Regions from separate parts of the Bos taurus genome. Here region 1 is linked to region 2. A link is a contact called in public Hi-C data. All regions are on one chromosome and are shown on one strand. The core of a region is the stretch at or near the end of the contact, and the rest is flanking DNA. Distances in the headings are between cores, read along the strand shown.

The links. Hi-C and Micro-C count contacts between places; a contact is called where the count stands out from the background.
Region 1: a Hi-C map of an unstated tissue shows a contact between it and region 2, with 4 times the contacts expected there. The contact joins the promoter of B9D1 here to the enhancer-like site in region 2. A contact is called at or near these places in 4 of 11 Hi-C or Micro-C datasets (liver, skeletal muscle and an unstated tissue).

The regions. Positions count from the first base shown.
Region 1 is chr19:34,105,038-34,111,468 of ARS-UCD2.0, reverse strand. B9D1 (B9 domain containing 1) reads right to left here and starts at 4,710. Exons shown (of 7, transcript NM_001110064.2): 1 at 4,613-4,710; 2 at 3,203-3,271; 3 at 2,358-2,469. The coding sequence starts at 4,675.
Region 2 is chr19:34,033,949-34,040,461 of ARS-UCD2.0, reverse strand. No RefSeq gene overlaps it. Among named protein-coding and RNA genes, the nearest start is that of TRNAW-CCA, 8.1 kb to the right of the region's middle. Within about 2 kb of position 2,136, at least 9 of the 102 cell types and tissues checked have an H3K27ac peak or open chromatin away from gene starts, as enhancers often do.

The DNA of each region.
Region 1 (6,431 bases), core at 3,461-5,960, 68 kb before region 2:
GTCCTGGGAGGGGTGGTGTCCGGTCCGGTCCAGGAGGACAGAGGGGAAGCAGAGGCCTGTACGCCCTTCCTCTGGAATCCTAACTGGAATCCTAACAGTTCCCAGTGTTCCCGGTGGGCAGTCCTGCCCCCTGGAGGCCCAGAAGAGAAGTCCTTCCACTCTGGGCCCCTCCGGTGGAGGCAGGAGCTGGCTCGTGGCCAACCCACATGAAGTGTTCCTGGGGCGGGGAGGGCCGTTCAGAGATTGTCACTGCTTTTCCTAAGGTTTCACCACCAAAGCAAGTGTTCCCAGCCTGGTCCTTTGGTTCTGCCTGTGTTCTGAACTTTGTACCATGGGAATGGAACAGTGCATAGATTTCTTTCAGCTTCTTAGACTCAGTGTTCACGGGATGCAACCAAACCATGTCACCTACAGGGTCTGCTCAACTTGGTCCCATCTAGCATGTCTGTGGGGTGCACAGTCAAGCAGGGGCTCAGCACATGTCCCCCCAGCTGCTTCCCGGGGGCGCAGCACCCACTCCAGCCTTGTTCCCTGAGCCAGCGCTTGGCACCCTTCATGACAACTTGCCATCCTCAAGCTTCCTGATTGGGCTGTTCTGGTGCCTGCATTGTGGCCACTCACTTTTTTCTTATATGATTGTATTTAATTTTGACTGTGCTGAGTCTTCATCACCGTGTTAGCTTTTCTGTAGTTGCGGTGAGCAAGGGCTATTCTTTGTTGTGATGTGCGGGTCTTCACTGTGGTGGCTTCTCTTATTGCGGAGCACAGGCTCTAGGGCTTTAGAAGTTGTGGTTTTGGGCTCAGTAGTTGTGGTGCAGCACGTGGGATCTTCCTGGACTAGGGATCGAACCTGTGTCTCCTGCACTGGCAGGTGGAGTCTCTACTACTGAGCCACCAGGGAAGCCCCTCACTTTAGCTTTAATTTGCATTTTCCTTAATTGTAACTGTTCTTCCTAAAATAAACCTGAGGCCTTGTCCTGTTTATTGGTCACTCAGACCACTCTCAAGTCCCCTTTCCACTCCTGCGCTGCCCCTTGTCATGAACCGGCTGTCTGCATAGATTCAGTTCTGCCTGGGGCTCCGTATGGATCTGTCTGTCCCGGTGCCCTCCTCACTGTGCTGTATAATTACAGCTTAGTATCTGGCTGGCAAAAGTCTCAACGGGCATCTCCATCATCTCTGCCAGAATCGGCAAATGCTCCTGGGGGGAGCGGGGGCGGGGCCTCTCTGGAGCCCTGCTTTGCTCCTGGAGCTCAGCAGCTAAATAAAGTTCCATGCTCTGCTGCCTGTCTGATGCCTTCATGTAGTTGTTTTCTGGTTTTGCTTTTAAGTACTCTATTCACCTGTCCTCGGCAGCAGGAGTCTGGTATGTTACCTAGTGCTGTCTTCCAGGGAGCCAATGAGAGTTTCTTATTCATGGACAGCAGGATGGCCGTCCTGCCCAGGAGGGTCACTGGGCAGCCTCTGCTCTAGACCTGCAACCCCAGACCCTCTAAGCCTGGGCGCCGGCTGCACGCAGTGTGAAGGCCTGGACTGTGAAATCAGATCCGTGCTCAGCTACTCAAGGTGAAGCTGAAGGCAAATGATGCCACTGTTTTGAGTCTTGGTTTCCTAAACAGGAGAAGAGGTGGAGAGAAGCCTACCTTTAAGATAGTATCTCACAGCTCAGCCAAGTCCACGTTTGGAGAGCACGCACAGCTCTGTGGAGCGAGCCAGGCTTTGCACACAGCTAGCACTCACGAGTGACTTCACTTTCACTTTTCACTTTCATGCATTAGAGAAGCAAATGGCAACCCACTCCAGTGTTCTTGCCTGGAGAATCCCAGGGACGGGGGAGCCTGGTGGGCTGCCGCCGTCTATGGGGTCGCACAGAGTCGGACACGACTGAAGCGACTTAGCAACAGCAGCAGCAGCAGCACTCATTAAGTGAGAGTGATCACAGACGACCAGATACAGTGGACAACAAACCCTGCAGACACTAGCAAGGAGAACTTTGGGAGGCCAGAGGTAGGACGAGGGCTGGGTGCCCATGGCAGAGAGAAGGGCCTACCCCTGGCTCAGGGCAGGGTCTTGGAGGAGGAGCAGGGGGCTCGGGACTGGCGGAAGCACAGCGGTGATGGATGGGGGAGAGCCGTTGAGAGGCCAGACTGCTGAGCCCCAGTCACCAGGCTCTGCCCTTCGCAGGCAGTCGCTGCTCAAGGTTTCAGGCTGGGCTTCACCGACTTCGTCAGAACCTCGGAAAGGTCAAGTGCACACAAATAAGTGGGAAGGAAGGGAAAACAGCCAGGTGTCTGAGAGCACCTGACAAGGCTGGTAGAGGGCCCCAGGGATGAGCAGGACGAAGCCTGCAGACTCACAGCCGTAGGGGTTGGTGCTCTTAAAGGTGACGTCGATGGGGAAGTTCCATACCAGCGCCCGCCTCGCATCTTGGCTCTTGGAGGTGATCTGTGAGATGCCTTCCTCCAGCCCCTGCGAGGACAATGACAGTGACGGCCAGCGTCCCAGCTCCAGGCTGCCATGTCCTCCCACCCCACCCCAGAGGTGACAGCTGAGAGCTGTTTTCATCACCATCTTCTGCCGAACAGAGGGACCTAAGACATGACAGAGCGGCTCCCAGGTCTTTGAGGGTTTCTATCCATTAGGGCCTGAAACCTTGAGGCCCCTCCCCTCTCCTGGTGCCCAAGCTCCACCTGCACCTCCTTCAGAGGAGGGGACGGTCCAGCAGGCTGTTGCCCTCTCCCTTGTCGTTCTGCCTAGCTAGTTTATTCTACAGCCTTCTACTTGGCCCATCCCCCTGCTTCCTTCAGCTCTACGCTCAGTTACTGTCTTAAGGAGGCCTTTTCTGGCCTCTCATCCCTCCCCTTCCTGCCTTCACTTTCCCCTCAGCACCGCTACTAGCCAACAGCCTGGAGCGTTTACTGCCCCGAGTCTGTCTCCCTCTCAGGCAAGTGGCCCCAGCAAAGCTGAGCTGGTCTGGCTTTGTTTGCTGCAGGGCAGGGCCCAGGAGCGACCATAGCCTTAAGGGTGGATCAGGGATCTCTGCATTCTCTGCCCCGGCCTCACTGGGAACAAACTCACGTGTGTGCCACCCGTGAACTCTTAACTGGTTCTGAACTGGGAGGGGAAAGGGTGCAATGGCGCCTTCAGAAACCCCTCCAGTCACAAAAGCTGTGAGTCTGGGAGGCTGTAGGGTCCAGCTTACCGCTGTGGGGGCCCAGTCCTGGCCATACACGAAACAGTACTTGCAGTAGAGGTCGTCGTACTCAGGAAACTGGAAATAAGCACACACAGCTTCTGCTCACAGGGACTCATGCTGTGACCACCTGTTAGCCAGGCAGGTACAGCCACCAGCAACTCTGAACATGAGGCACCTGGCGGGCAGGGGCTGAGAGAGCAGGGTGCGTGGATATGGAGTTCATTGGAGGGTCTGGTCTCAAGATGTGGGATAGTCCAGGGCCACTGCTGCCCCCAGGCTTTTGCTCAGGCTCTGACATCTGTATGACATGCCCTTCTCATTCCTTCACCTGGAGGAGTGCTGGTCACCCTTCAAAACTGACACTTCGGGGAGCCTGCCATGACTTCCAGGTTGTTGGAGCCACATCCCAGCTTCCACAGCCCCTGGTGCTCCATCACAGCACTGACCATGTTTATTTCTCTCAACTCCATTAGACTGTGAACAAGGGACAGGTATGTGGGCCTTCTGTGTCCCTAGCACCTGGCACAGGGTGGGCACAGGAGGGTCTAAGGAATGATGCCGAAGTGAAAGGTCTAGAAGACAGGTGCTCCCAGGATACAGGGCTTGGTGGGAGCTGAGGGCCTGCAGAGCGGCCCAAGCAGAGAAGGGGAAGAGTGGGGATGAGGGGCTGCTGAGAACACAGGCACATGTGACCCAGCCCAGCTGAGGCCCCTGCTGGGATAAAGCAGAAGAGGGGAAGCTGGCCTTAGGCACCAGGCCAAGGAGGAGGTGGACAGGGTGGGAGCGTGGGGCAGCGACCCTGATGAAACAGGAAGGCGGGAGATGCCCACTAAGAGACCCCACGGGGCTTTACCTAGACCACCTTGGTTAGTACTCACAATATAATCATAATATTTTAAAAACAGCCTGGAAAGGCAAGTCCAGCAAAGCTTTGACATCAGTCCAAGTTTGAAATTCGTTTTGCCACTTCCTTTGGGCAACTTCCCATCTGTAAAATGGGGGTGCAAGTAATACCTACTTCAAAGGGTGGTTGTGAAGACTGGCTGAGCGGGGCTGGGCATGAAGACTGGCATATATCATGTCTTACAGTAGTAACAAACGGTTCTTAGGACATGCAGGGGACTGGAAAGCACTGTCCCCTTCCGTCGGACAGACACACCCTCCAGGTCAGGAGAGCTGCCACCATCGCTGTGTCAGACCAACCCGCGCCGGAGGAGCTGAGGGTCGCTGGGTGGATGGAGGCCCCTGCCCGAATCTTCACGCGGGCTCGGCCAACTGTGGCCTCGGCCTGCTCAACCCTCCAGGCCTGTTTCCCCACCGCACTTCGTGGCGGAGGGTCCGCGCGACCTCTCGCCAAGCCTGTCACGCTGGCTCCCTCCCCCGAGGTTCGACCCTGGAGAACTCACGGCCGCTCACCTGGGCGCTCTCCACCTGCCCGTTGACCATGAGCAGGAACACGCTGGGGGCCGCGGCCGCCATAGCCGGGCCGCGCGGTTTCTAGGAGGCGCCGGGTTGCCCTGGAGACGACGGCGTGGCGCAAGGGACAAGTTTCAGGGAAGCGGGAGCTTCGGAAAAGCGCGCACAAGGCGGCGGCGCGCAGGCGCAGTCGGAGCGGCCCGTTGCGGTGGGAGGCGGGGCTCAGCCGTCCGGTCAGTCTGCTGGGCGGTCGGCGCGAGGAACCCCACGCGAGTGTAGCTGGTGGTGTAGGACCCAGGCCATCGCCCGGGAATGTGTGTCCGTTCTGACCACCGCGCTGCCGGCTGGAGTGTGTGACTGGAGCCCGAGGCTGCTGAGGGGCGGGGTCCGGCCGCGCTTCCGAGAGTCCCCGTGGGGCCAGCAGCTCCCTGCCTCGGGTCGACAGATTCTCCCTCGTGCCTTTGAGACCCTCGCCTCCCAAAAGTTTATTAGACAAACCGAGAAGGGACCTGGAAGGTCCTTAAGCCCAAGACAGCAGGTCTCTGCGTGACGCGGGAAAACGGACCTCTGAGGGGCCGCCCCAGCACCTTGCCGGTGGGGAGGGGCGAGCCCACCGGGCTCGGCTGCCCGCCTGCTCTCAGCGCTCACCACTGTTCGCTTTTGCACATTGATTACTGTGACAGCTCCAGCCAGTGCCGCCTCTCCCCCAAGCCCTACACCACGAACACCAGGGCTGTGCCAGCCCCGTGTCCCGGTTGCCTGAGCACTGGTGGCAGCTTGTGGAGTGGATGGATAATTGAATACGTCTGCTGCTGCTAAGTCGCTTCAGTCGTGTCCGACTCTGTGCGACCCCATAGACTGCAGCCCACTAGGCTCCCCCGTCCCTGGGATTCTCCAGGCAAGAACACTGGAGTGGGTTGCCATTTCCTTCTCCAACGCATGAAAGTGAAAAGTGAAAGTGAAGTCGCTCAGTCGTATCCGACTCTTAGCGACCCCATGGACTGCTGCCTACCAGGCTCCTCCGTCCATTGAATTTTCCAGGCAAGAGTACTGGAGTGTGAATACATCTCCGTTGCGCAATATCAAAGCTATGGTTTTTCCAGTAGTCATGTATGGAGGATGTGAGAGTTGGACCATAAAGAAGGCTGAGTGCTAAAGAATTGATGCTTTCAAACTGTAGTGTTGGAGAAGACTCTTGAGAGTCCCTTGGACAACAAAGAGATCCAACTAGTCCATCCTAAAGGAAATTAGTCCTGAATATTCATTGGAAGGAATGATGCTGAAGCTGAAACTCTGATACTTTGACCACCTGATGTGAAGAACTGACTCATTGGAAAAGACCCTGATGCTGAGAAAGACTGAAGGCGGGGGAAGAAGGGGACGACACAGGATGAGATGGTTAGATGGCATCACTGACTCAATGGACATGAGTTTGGTGGACAGGAAATGGTGGTGATGCACAGGGAGGCCTGGCCTGCTGCAGTCCATGGGGTCACAAAGAGCTGGACACGACTGAACGACTGAACAACAGGCGTTGTGCATAAGAGGAAGCAGATTCAGATGCAAGATGACTGGGACTCAGTCAGAGCTGTAGATACAGAGCTGAGTGAGGACTCCATCAGCTTGGGACCCTTGCTGCTGCTTCCCTTCCTGGGCTTGGGCCAGCGCCAAGGGCGTTTCTTGACCAAGGTATCAAAGGTGGCGTTAGAAACCTTATCTGGGATCCAGAGAATGAAGGGATGGACAGGTGTGTAGACATCAGGGAGGCCGTGCCCTCAGTAGGGTGCCCAGGTCATCACACCCTGCAGCAGCCAGCTGC
Region 2 (6,513 bases), core at 887-3,386:
GTCAAGACATATAGAGCATGTCAGTCACTTAGTTGTGGCTGGCTTTTTGCAACCCCATGGACAGTAGTCCACCAAGCTCCTCTGTCTGTGGAATTCTCCAGGCAAGAATACTGGAGTGGGTAACCATTCCCTTCTCCAGGGGATCTTCCTGACCCAGGGATTGAACCCGCATCTCTTGTATTGAAGGCAGACTTTTTACCATCTGAGCCACCAGGGAAGCCCAGGATGTATAGAGCCCAGTTGTCTAAAAGGTGCTTAACACAGACTTTGAATGAGAGGCTGAATGAGTGACACAGACCAGACAAAGACCCCATCTCCTTTAATTAGTAAGGAAACTAAAGATCAGAAATGCTCAAAGTCCAAGGCCAGCTGCAAGCAAGAGATGGGTCTGCAGTGGGTTGAATAGTGTCACCCAAAAAGGCATGCCCACCATAAACTTCAGTTGTGACCTTATTTGGAAATTATTATAGAGTCTTTGCAGATATAATCCAGTTAAGGGTCTCAAGATCGTCCTGGATTTAAAGTAGGTCACAGTTCCATTGACTGAAGTCCTCCTAAGAGGAAGGAGGGGGAAAGCAGAGACAGGGACACAGAACTGAAGATGTCTCATGAAGACATCTTCATGAGAGGTAGCTACAAGCCAAGTTCTACCAGCAACCCCAGCAGCCAGGAAAGAGGCATGAAACATATGCTCCCCCAGAGCCTCCTAGAGAACTAACCCTGCTGCCACCTTGGCTTCAGACCACTGGCCTCCAGACTGGGAGAGAATAAACTTCTGGAGTTTTAAGCTCCCAGTTTGCGGTTCTTCATTCCAGCAGCCCTAGGGATCTAATATAGGATCTAACTTCCCAATCAAAGAGTTGTAACTTCTATTCCCGATCCCACCACAGATCTTGAGAAGGGAGTCAGGTCTGTTTAAAAAAAAAAGAACTACAGGTCCCAAAATGGAGTCACCTGCAAACGAATACTTACTATCTAACACTATCTAACCGCAGTGTCTCCCAAGAATGTGACCCTTTAACCAGTCAACAGGAATTAGTGAGGTATCTGCATGATAGAACCCCCCTCTCCCCGCCAAAGGAAGGTGACCCTGCCTAAAGCAATCCACTCTGTTAGTAACTGCCTTTTTTTCCTAGTCCCCTTTTGCCTGTAAAAGCCTTCATTCTGTACAGCTCCTCTAATCTCCTTCTCATGTGCTGGATGAAATAAATGCTGCCTGATTCAAAAATCTCTGAATTGAGACTTTTCTGGTGGTTCCTTAAGACTGCTTCCACTGCAGGGGTCACGGGTTCAATTCCTGGTCAGGGAAGTAAGATCCCACCTGCCTCACAGTGTGACCAACAAATAAATAATAAAAAAAGAATTTGAGTAAATTATGAAAAAACTGACAGCACAGGTATGTTCAGAGTACGTTATTGGTTCCTATGCTAACCTCACAGTAGCCCTGAGTGAGGCTCCCGCTGTCGGTCCTCTTTATACCTAGAAGTGAGAGTGAGGGAGTTTAAGACACACCTTAGACCCACGCGAGGGCCAGTGACCGGTGGGGACTCCACCCAGGCAGCCCAGCTTCAAAGCCATTCGATTACACTCTCAGAATGTGGGCAGTAGCCCGTCCTCCAGCACAGTGACTTCAGATGGACTGTGGAGGGAAGGAGCAGCAGGTCAGTCCCGGGGCGTCAGGAAACCTTGCATCTCTCTCCCAGCTCACTACTCAGAGCCCCTTCGTGGACTTCCCGTTGGGAACACAGAGAAGGTTAGGGTTCTCAGGGACAACATTTGCAATTCTCACCCAGTCTTAATTACTCGGCGGGTACGGTGTTCACTCTCCTCTGGGAGCTGCGAGGAGCAGACTCACAGAATTCACACTCGCAGCCAATTAGACCTGATCTGGACGCACAGCGCCTCATTTTCTGCGCCCTCAGATTCCCCTCCCAGCTTTCCTCCTAAGCCAGCTCATCTGCGTCGTCGGGCAACTGGCCTTGATACGGTCTACGATGAAGTGAACAATAAACTGGGGACGTCGCCGTACAGGACACACGCTGACTCCTGGGGATGGAGCCGGGAGGGGGCAGGAAAGGTTGGCGGACTTATGGGGTGGGCACGAGTGTGCATGACGTCACCGCGCCCCATCCAGGCGTTCGCGGAGCCGCGGCGGGATTGGCTGCCGGCAGGTGCGGTGGGCGCTAGAGGCCGAGCTCATCGCCTGTGTGCGCCCTCCTTGCGGTCGAGGGTCTCGCGCCCCCGGGTTGAGGCCCGGCCTCGCCTGCCTCCCACCGCCCGCCAGGCCTGGGCGTGGCATGTGAGTCCTGCGCGCCCACCTGCGCCTCCGCACCTTCTGCCGCCTCCCTCCCAGGGAGCGGGACGGGGGCGCGGTCCAGAGGAGAGTTGCCCTCGGCTCGGCTGGGCCGGGCGGCGTAGGCACAAAGAGGACACTGATGGCCCGCGGGACGGCTCTACAGCCTGGGGACAAATTGAGCCTGGAGCGCACTGAGCCTCTGGAAACACCCATAAAGAGATTGTGTTAAGAGTGTAGGAACTGGGTGGTCCAGTGGTTAAAAATCCACTTTCCAGTGCAGGGGGTGCGTGTTCCATCCCTAACCCTAACCCCTACCCCTACCCCGGGGATCTAGATACACCGTACTGTGGGGCAGCTAACCCTGTGGGCTGCAACTCCTGGGCATGTGCCCCATAGTGGGGAGAAGCCGGAGTGCCACTACTGAGACTGGATGCCGCCAAAAATAAATATTTTAAAATGTAGAGTTAGAACTCTCAGCTCCCAAAAGTGTGGAGAGTGCAGTTCTTTCGCGAGGAACCCTGGGATTGGGTTACTGGTGTTTTTTTCTGGAGTAGGTTGAGGCCCTCAGTCCTGGGCTGGAATTTTTGGAAGCATTTTGGGAGCCTACAGTTACTCCTGTTTTATTCTTAGGAACACTTCCCTTCAGATAGAGAAGGTATAAATAGACTGAACAACAGATTAAACATTCAAAAATATCTCTGTAAAAATGGCAGAGTCCTTATACTGTGACAATATAAATGGAAGCCCAAAGCAGAAAAATCTTTCTGGGAAAGTTAAAAAGTAGCACAAGGCTCTTCCAGGGGAGTTATTTCACATGAAAATGAATGGAGGAAAATGCAGAAAGACTATTGCTAACCTGTATCCTTCAGTCCTGCAGTACTTGTAACTGCCCAGCAGTGAGATGGAAGAAAGAGCCTGTAGACAGTGACAGAGGCATCAGTGTTTTTTGGATGGGCACCTTAACAGGTCAGAGGCAAAGGTCCTGGAGCAACACCCCACTGAGTACAGGGGAGGGCAAGCAGGACATGGCAGCAATCTTCATTGGAGGGGGCTGCTCTCAGTTGTAGGGGGCGTGATGTTAGAAGCCCCCTTGGTCAACAGGGGGGCTCCCACACAGCTCTGGGTTAGCAACAGTAATGAAGGCTGATGTCTCCTGATGATGACCAAACATAATGGAGCCATTCTGGTCCTTGGGCTGGAACAAATTTTAGCTGGGGGTCAGGCTGATCACTGGAGAAGGCGGTGGCAACCCACTCCAGTATTCTTGCCTGGAGAATCCCATGGACAGCAGAACCTGGCAAGCTACAGTCCATGGGGTTGCAGAGTCGGACACGACTGAGAGACTTACACACACACAGGCTGATCATGCTGGCGATTCCTGATTAAACTTGCAGATTAAGACGGGGATGCAGGGACTTCCCTGGTAGTCCAGTTGTTAAGAATGCAGGGGACTCGGGTGCGATCTATGGTCAGGGACCTAAGAGCCCACATGCCACGAAGCAACTAAGCCCATGAGCCACAGATAGAGTCCCTGTGTGAAATGAAGAGCCTGTATGCTGCAGCTAAATAAATAAATATTAAAAAAATAGACGGGAAGCAATCTTTTGCATAGCATAAGGGTGAGGCAGGGCCAGTGGGGCATGGGATGTACCAAGAGCAAGAGAGCAGCCATTTATGGGGACCGACAGACCATACAACCATAGGAAAAGTCAGAGTTCCATGAAGAATTCAGGAGCGTATTGGTTGTGAAGACAAAATGAGGTAACATATAAAATACCTACTGGGACCTCCCTGGTGCTCCAGGGGTTAACATTTCGCCCTTGAAACGCAGGGGAGAGGGTTGAATCTCTGGTCCCAGAACTAAGATCCCACATTGCCACAGGGCAGCTAAGCCCATGCTCCACAACGAGAGAAGCCTACCAGCCACAATAAAGACCCAATGCAGCCAAAGAGTAAAATGTGTACCATGGTGCCAGGGACGTGGTAGGTCCTCATAAAAGTGATAAAATTGCAAAGATCTGAGTTTCCAGATGACTCAGAGTAGGTTTATGAATCATTTTGTGATGATGATTCCCTGATTTACATATCCGTCAGATGATACAAGGTCACTGGCTATCCTGGGGACCCAAATAGGGTGATTTGGTTGGACTCCATTAATGCCTAATCAGAGAAGAACAATACATTTTTGAGAGGGAGAGAAATAACACAAGAATGTAAGGTGGAATAGGGGCTGTGCGGTAGCCATCTTCCAGCTTACATGACTCTGAGTAAGTACTGACAGCAGGCTTGCTTACTGCTTGTGCTTGGAGAGAGCCCAGCATTAGGTTAAATCACATCTTGCCCCACAGCCCTGGGCAGTCCTGACAGCCCCACAGTCATGAGCTCTGACAAGTCCGTGGAAGCCTAGTAGACACGCCAAGAAGCAGGAAACAGGGATGTCCCGGTGGTCCCGTAGGTTGACTCTGAGCTCCCAATACAGGGGGTGGGATGAACAGATTCGATCTCTGGTCAGGAAACTAGATATCCCCCTGCTGCAACTAAAAAAAATTTTTTTAGAAACATTGTGCTCTTTGGAGCTCATTTTCAAAGCATTACTTGGCTTACAATCCTTTTACTCCGGTTATATCACAGTTTAGATTGAGGCATGTTGCAACACATGGACTGTATGTAGCCCGCCAGGCTCCTCTGTCCATGGGATTTCCCAGGCAAGAATACTGGGAGTGGGTTGCCGTTTCCTCCTCCAGGGAATCTTCCAGACCCAGGGATGGAACCTGCATCTCCTGTGTTTCTTGCATTGGTAGGCAGGTTCTTTACCACTAAGCCATCTGGGAAGCTCTTAGAATTGAAGGACTCCATGGCAAAGAAAAGTTGGGTGACTTGTCTGGTGTCACACAGATAGTAGGTGGCAAAGACAGGACTGGTACACTTGCCATCCCCTTGGTAGAGGGAACCTTCCACAGTGATGTTCTTTGTCTAAGTTTAAACCCAGATTTAAATCCTGATGAATAGGGACAGGCTCTTCCTTTTATCGTTCTTCCATGTTGGAAGACAGGTGTTTTAGTTCCCAGAGGATGGCACTGTCTCCATTTGACTGCTGATGGAATTTCAGGGCCCTGTCTGTCATCAAGGCCTCTCTGTGTGTGCAGCACCCAGTTGCCATCAGCTGCATCTGCTGAGTGACAGCCAGGAGGATCTTTGATTTAGTAAAATGCCAAGGCTCTCTCTAGGCTGGGGACTTCCCTGGTAATCCAGTGGCTAAGACTTTGCCCTCCCAATGCAGGGGGCCCTGTGTTTGATTCCTGCTTGGGGAACTAGATCCCACATTCCACAACTAAGACCGATGCAGCCAAATAAACAAATAAATATATTTTTTTTAAAGGAAAAGAAGGGCTTCCCTGGTGGCTCAGTGGCAAAGAATCCACCTGCCAACACAGGTTCAATCCCCGGTCTGGGATCCATAACTACTGAGCCCATGTACCCTAGAGCCTGTGCTCCACGACAAGAGAAATCCCCACAATGAGAAGCCCATGCATCACAGCTAGAGAGCAGCCCCCACTTGCTTCAACTAGAGAAAAGTCCAGGCAGCAATGAAGACCCAGCACAGACAAAATAAATAAATTACTTAAAAAAATTTTTAAGTAGTAGTAGAAGATTGATGATCCCAAACGCCACAACTAAAACCAAATAAATTAAAAAAAAAAAAAAAAGATCTCCAGACTGAAGAACATCTCCAGAAACAAGTACAGTCAGCACTGTCACATGGGGCAAAGTTGAGAAAGTCACACTTACTGTCACATGGAGTAACTGGACAGGACCGTGGTCCTCACTAGCTGTACCCACGACTGATGACCCATAGACAGAACTTTGTGCTTTCAGCTCTCCGTCTCCAAGGTAAAGGACATCCACACTGCCCCAGTCTCCCCTGACCACAAACAAGCATGGCAACCTTCTCATTAGATCCGTGAAGACGTTTGAGCCCTGACAGATCAGCCAGACTTACTTGGGTTTATACAGAACCACATCCTCAGCAAAACCAAAACCTAAGAGGGTCACAGAAACTTTAAACGGAAAGGACAGGCAGGGAGGTGCAGACTGGTTTCACCTATAATCCTCTTGAATTTTCCTGTGCTGAGGGAGGGCTTTTTTTTCCTAACCAAGGTTTTCGAGGCACAGAGCAAAGAAGGAAAACCTGGCATAATACAAAGTCATCATGAAAA